Linked DNA regions of Mus musculus: region 2 is linked to region 1. A link is a contact called in public HiChIP or PLAC-seq data. All regions are on one chromosome and are shown on one strand. Each heading gives the region's core, a stretch centred on a gene start, on an enhancer-like site or on the middle of the called end of the contact. The rest is flanking DNA. Distances are from core to core; before and after follow the strand shown. Region 1 has its middle 3.7 kb from the start of Gm32194. Region 2 has its middle 54 kb from the start of Tenm3.

Region 1 (3,049 bases), core at 198-2,697:
CTTGTTCATCTGTAGGGCTGAGGCCCCTCCCTGTCTGGAATGTCAACACAGGTTAGTTTTCTTCAATTTCCTCTCTGGAAAAAAAGTGCTTTCTAAGAAAGCTGAATGGGGAAGGCGTCTGAAACAAGACAAACACCTCTAATTTGGGCTTGTCCTTTTTAGGTGATCTTCTAGAAGTCTCCAAGGATCTTGATAAATTAGTTCTCTGGCTCTAATTCCGGGAGTGACGGTGAGAAAGATAGAGGGAAAGTGAAGAGAGGAGAGGAGTTTGAAGATGCATCGGTGAGTACTGGCCAGAGTTCCCAGCCTTCCCCAGTGAGGTGCTGGTTCCGCTTCCTTCACCCTGCCCTCTGAGGATACAGCTTTGCTGGCATTGGAACTGGCAGGGACAAGGCAGGTCCTCCTGGGAAATGCATGGGGTTTCTTCAGTCACATGGCACACTGTTCAACCCCTTACCTTGACTCTTCTCTGACCCTTCATCATAAGGTGACAATAACAATAGTATCATTTCACAAGCTTATTAAGTAGCTAACTGATAACAGTCATATGAAGAACTTAGAATCAGGAATCCCTTGTGTGATGGTTTGTATACACTTGGCTCAGGGAGTGGCACTGTTAGGAGGTGTGGCCTTGTTGGAGTAGGTGTGTCACTGTGGACATGGGCTTTAAGACCCTCATCCTAGCTGCCAGGAAGCCAGTATTCTGCTAGCAGCCTTCAGACGAAGATGTAGAACTCTCAGCTTCTTCTGTCCCATGCCTACCTGGATGCTGCCGTGTTCCTGCCTTGATGATAACGGACTGATCCTCTGAACCTGTAAGGCAGCCCCAATTAAACGTTGTCCTTGTAAGAGTTGCCTTGGTCATGGTGTCTGGTCACAGCAGTCAAACCCTAACTAAGACACCTTGCAAGATGCACTAAATTAAAGATCTTTCTCTTTGTACCTCAAGCAAATCTAAGCTTCATTCTTATGCTTCAGAATTGTGTATGTTACTTATGTAAAATGTTACATATATGTGTTTATGTGGAGGGGTTGGGGGTATTCATGCTAAAGCAGGACTCTGAAAGAGTTGGTTCTCACTTTCTATGATGTGGGTCCTGGGAATCGAACTGAGGCTGTCAGGCTTGGTGGCAGGCACCTTTACCTGCTGAGCCAGCTCATTTAACTAGCCAGGCAAACAATTTGAGGCCCACTGTGTGCCTGCTTCACATACTGAATTGCCTTCTATGGTGCTGAAGAAAAAGCAGCAGTCAGACAGGGGCCAGAGACAGTGTTACCTGTAGAAGTTTTGGAGACTTCTACCCAGGGTAAAGCTGGGATTTCTGACTTGACTACAGAAAAGATTTTCAGGACAAACTAGGAGGAAGCAGGGTAGGAGTTTACTAGGAAGAGATTAAAAGTAGATTTGCAGCACTTAACAAAAGGAGAGGGCGGATCCAGTTTAACAAAAGGTTGCCCAGAGTAGCCAATGGGTAAGCTCCCTGGGAAGGTGACTTCAGAGTTCACCTACGGGGCAAGAGGATGTTAGCTATAGGAAGAATATTCACTTCTTGAGGTAAATTTCACATAAATGTCTCTCTTTCCAAACTGTATCTCTGCACAGAAGGTTTGCTTAAAATAGAGACTCTTAAACACACGTGTGTCACCAGTGCTTTAGAATCAATGAAACGACCTCTGGAGGGTGGCACTCTCAGCGTGGGTACTTTTCAAAGCTTTCCAGATGATGCCAAAGAGAACAGTTGCTGCAATCCTGTCTTAGGGACACTTCATCGGAATGATCTCCTCTATCTTTCTGAAATAAAGCTACGAAGCCTGGATCCCTCTCAATGGCCACACTGAGCCCTGGGAATTTTCCCTGGCTGCTTAAACCGGGCTAGCTTTGGCTGCAGACTCCAGAGGCGCTTAGCCTGAGGTGTGCAGATGCAGATTAAAGTATCTGGGATTCTAGGAGTGCCACGCCCTGGAGCCAGAGGTTCCCAGTCCCTCCCCCATCTTCTGCACGGTGGAACTGCAGCAAGTTGGGTTCATACAAAAGGGAGGGGCAGAGAGCACAGGGGCTCAGACAGAGATCCCTGTGTTAAAGACCTGTGTCCAAAGTCCAGTATTTTCTGATTTTTTTTTTTGAGAACCTAGCAAGCAGATTAATATCACTAGCTTGGTCTCGTCATTTACAAAGTGACAAAACAATTATGTTTTTGTAAAACTAAAAAATTAGTCCTTTTTCTCTCTCCCCTCCCCTTCCTCCCTCTCTCCTTACCCCTTTCTCCTCTTTTCTCTACTCGCCTAAGGTTTAAATCCAGAGCCTTCTACACACTAGGCAATTGCTTGGCTACTAAGCTATACTGCTTTTGTGAAACCGAGCTGGGAGGATCCAGAACAGACAGAAACACGCTGCATAGTCCTGACCACGTGACAGCATAGACCCCGGGAACTGGTGTGTTTTAAGTAGCAACATTGTTACCTTCCCTACACTCTGGAAGCTGCAACATTTTAGCAAGTGTTATAAATGACCATCAGCCCGCTGACTTCAGGCCAGATTTCCCGTCCTCCGGTCCTCTGGGTTTGAGACACACTATAGATGGTGTTTCTTTTCTTGCTGGCACCAGTAACGGCACCAAAGTGATGTCTGGGAGAAGATGCTGAGCCTTAGAATTCTTCCTGTTGGAGGGAACATCTTCACTGATCTCCGGGCTGTACTAGAGCCCAGCTTTGCAGCCCTTCCCTCCCTGGGGGATCAGATTAGCCAGGTCAGCCACTTTGCCACACAGATTGATGGCTATCTGTGTGAACAGGTTGGCTTTATTGAGCAAGTGACCTTGTCTTTGGGGGGTACAGGAAGCAGTGGGTTGTGGGAACTCCTCTTCCAGGCCACAGATGGGGTCCTCCCTGAGAGGGGAATCTCTTGGCTGAGGGCTCTGGGCTATGCAAGCTGCTGGCCAGCTTGGCTCAGGGGCCAGCCTGCGTCACAGAGCTGGATCGGAGTAATGCTAATAAAGCCGAGCTGTCGGTTCCCACAGCGTGTCGCATCTGTCTTCATTGAAGCATGTTC
Region 2 (2,789 bases), core at 32-2,531, 530 kb after region 1:
TTCTACTTTTAAACCTCCGCTCTCAAAGAATCAGCTTTGGGCTACCGTGTGCTGGCCCCTAGCAAATTCACTCTGCTCTCCATTTATTTGTTTCCTATCAATTCTGTGACGTTTACTCATGAGCAACGAATCCTGGCAGTGTGCGGCTATGGTTTATACAGTATGGGGCAGTAATACTTTTAGGTCGTTGGGGGAATTTCTTTGACTTCTTTCCCCATTCTTAGCTGAGTTACAGTATCAAGGGGGTGAGATTAGTGACCTTCACTTAAGTGAGTTACTATTTTGGAAAAGATTACAAGCCAAGAATCTTCGCTCACTATTTCGCAAAAGTAAGTCCATACAAGGTGGCGATTTGGCTCATTTAGCAGAATGTGTGTCTTTGTGAGGACACAAAGGGATTAAGGCCTGACTCTGACCTTCTAAGGCACACAAACACTGGGGAGTGGAGGAAGGGGGACTCAGGAGTTCAAGATCATTCTTGTACATGTAGTTGCAGACCTGTATAGACTCCGTGACGCCTTGTCTCAAAGCCGGGGCAGGATTTGAATAAATAACAAACTTTATACCTTGCACCTTGACTGGATTTATGGGGGAAAAGCAGACCCAAACTGGAGGCTATGTTTATCAGTGAATAAATTCATCCCATGTTGTTCTATCTCTAAGAGAACCTTGAAAACGAACTACAAGTAATCAGCTTATGCTGGAAAAATGGTCACAAAGACTCAGCGAGGGGCAGAGCCACCTCCATGCTCACGCCCTTAGAAAACTTACCTGGCAAATCCCTACTGCATTTGTTCTGACAGAAAAAAAAAAATTTTTAAAGAAAAAAAAAAACACACACATCTCAGAGCCGAGATTAGACTTTTAGACCCTCCTGAGCGATAATCCTTACTCTGACATTGGCTTTCTTTGTGGGGTTTGGCAAATCAGTTTTCTTCTCTATAATACGGGGATAATAATGCTTTAGTCAAATGGATGCTGTGAGAATTAATTACTGTTATACAATTTATTGAAGATGGGACGCCCTGTAAAAATATTGCTAGTGCTTATAGGATTGAGATCCAAAGACAAAGGTATCACACACGGCAGAGAAATCGAAACATCTCCAAATCCCCACTGTTTTCCTCTCTCCGTGTCCTCCTTCTTAACTCTGGTGAAAAGTAGGCAGTGCGGGTTTTCAAGGACATGTCTCCTTCTTCTGTGACCAGAATTGAAATGCACCACTGGACGCACCTGCACCGCACCAAGAGATTCGCCCTGCCTCACCTAGGTATAACAAAGGGGTGGAAAGGCCTCATTTGCAAGGATTGCTTTCATCCTGGGCTGCTCTTTTGACCCTGAACCGGGGTCTTTCTAAATCAATGGATGCCCTAAAGACTAGATTTCAAGGGAAGGTCTTCCCAGCTGCTCTTGGAAAGGGGGACGCTGAACTTTCCAGAAAGAAGGACAACCCCAGCTGTAAGCTGATAACTACCTGCTTATAGAGACGGAGCCAGGTCCTAAGGAAACACGATCAGGTATAACAAGCAAGAAAAATCCTCAAGACAACTGTGGGAGGAGGAGGAATTTCCACCACCTGACCGTAGTTCTAAAACAGCCGGAGCTGAGGGAACCTGTAAGAATTCAAGAAAGGAGACAGCGATAGGACACAAAGCACTACCTAATTGCCAGTGTCTGCGTAGCGCTTATTTTTTGAGGACCTGTCAATCAGCGCTAGAATCCACACGCAGGTTAAAGGTCAGTGTAACGCAATTTTCCGTGAGACATCACAGTTGTAATATGCTGCGATGAAGGTTTGAAGTGTCAAGGAAGAATTAAGTATATTCTGGTTACAGGATCTCTGCCAGGTGTGGTGGCTCATGCCTTTAGTCCCAGTGCTCTGGAGGCAGAGGCTGACCAGGAGAGCCAGGACTACGTAGAGTCTCTATCTTGAAACACACACACACACACACACACACACACACACACACACACACACACACAACTTATCATAGGATCTCTGTCCTTTAAGGGTCCAAGTTATTCACAGATGAACCTACCTAACCATGTCCTACCTGAACATTTTTTAAAATCAGTGACTTGGGTGTAAGGCTTGGGCTGTCATGGAAGTCCATCTGCTTTCGTCCCTCTACCTTCTTGCTTATTTACATTTAACTGAAATAACTAGTTAAATTGGTTTCGTTCATTTGTTTTCTTTTGGAAAGGGTTCCCTCCAATTCCAGTTCCCGGTCCCTTCCATTTTCCAACCTTAGCTGGGGAGAGGGGAGAGGTAAGGCAGCGAGTGGGAGCCAGAACTCTGAGTGTGTCAACTCTATGTCCACTGAGTATGGGGGTGGGGGGTGGGATCACAGGGTAAAAATCATATTCCCTGTCACCCCATGTGACATTTCCTCTAGCCCTTCTCTGTCACACACATTCACCCATTTGTCCCTTTAAGCATCCAACAGCCTTGGAGACTGGCTTCTATGCTCCTAGGCTTCTGTCCCCTGGTCCACTGTCTCGGGGACTTTCGTGGCCCTGTTTTGTGAAAACAAATCCCTCTGCTTCAACTTCTCCCTCTGCATTCCTTTCTGTCCTTTTCACCTCTGCAGATGTCTGAAAGCCCATCCAGACCTGGGCTGTGACATGCTGATACAATAGTGCCTGACTCCCCAGTATCTCGGGTCTTTACAGAAACACGGCTGTGGATCAATACAGATACTAGCAAGCATTCACAGAAGCACAAAGGGACGAACAATTCCCCAAACCTGGATGAGTAGGGGAATGGCTGAACTGTCCCTTAAGGCCTC

Evidence for each region. HiChIP or PLAC-seq counts read pairs in DNA pulled down with a chosen protein or histone mark.
Region 2: a contact with region 1 is called in an H3K27ac HiChIP or PLAC-seq map of embryonic stem cells, with 7 times the contacts expected there. The contact joins two enhancer-like sites. A contact is called at or near these places in 5 of 484 Hi-C or Micro-C datasets (the HPC-7 cell line, embryonic stem cells and neural progenitor cells) and 5 of 115 datasets of contacts at active chromatin or transcription factors (all in embryonic stem cells).

What each region holds. Positions count from the first base shown.
Region 1 is chr8:48,201,379-48,204,427 of GRCm38.p6, forward strand. No RefSeq gene overlaps it. Among named protein-coding and RNA genes, the nearest start is that of Gm32194, 3.7 kb to the right of the region's middle. Within about 2 kb of position 1,448, at least 8 of the 459 cell types and tissues checked have an H3K27ac peak or open chromatin away from gene starts, as enhancers often do. A contact at or near this core is called in embryonic stem cells, where this site is marked.
Region 2 is chr8:48,727,785-48,730,573 of GRCm38.p6, forward strand. It overlaps a transcript of Tenm3 not described here. Among named protein-coding and RNA genes, the nearest start is that of Tenm3, 54 kb to the left of the region's middle. Within about 2 kb of position 1,282, at least 9 of the 459 cell types and tissues checked have an H3K27ac peak or open chromatin away from gene starts, as enhancers often do. A contact at or near this core is called in embryonic stem cells, where this site is marked.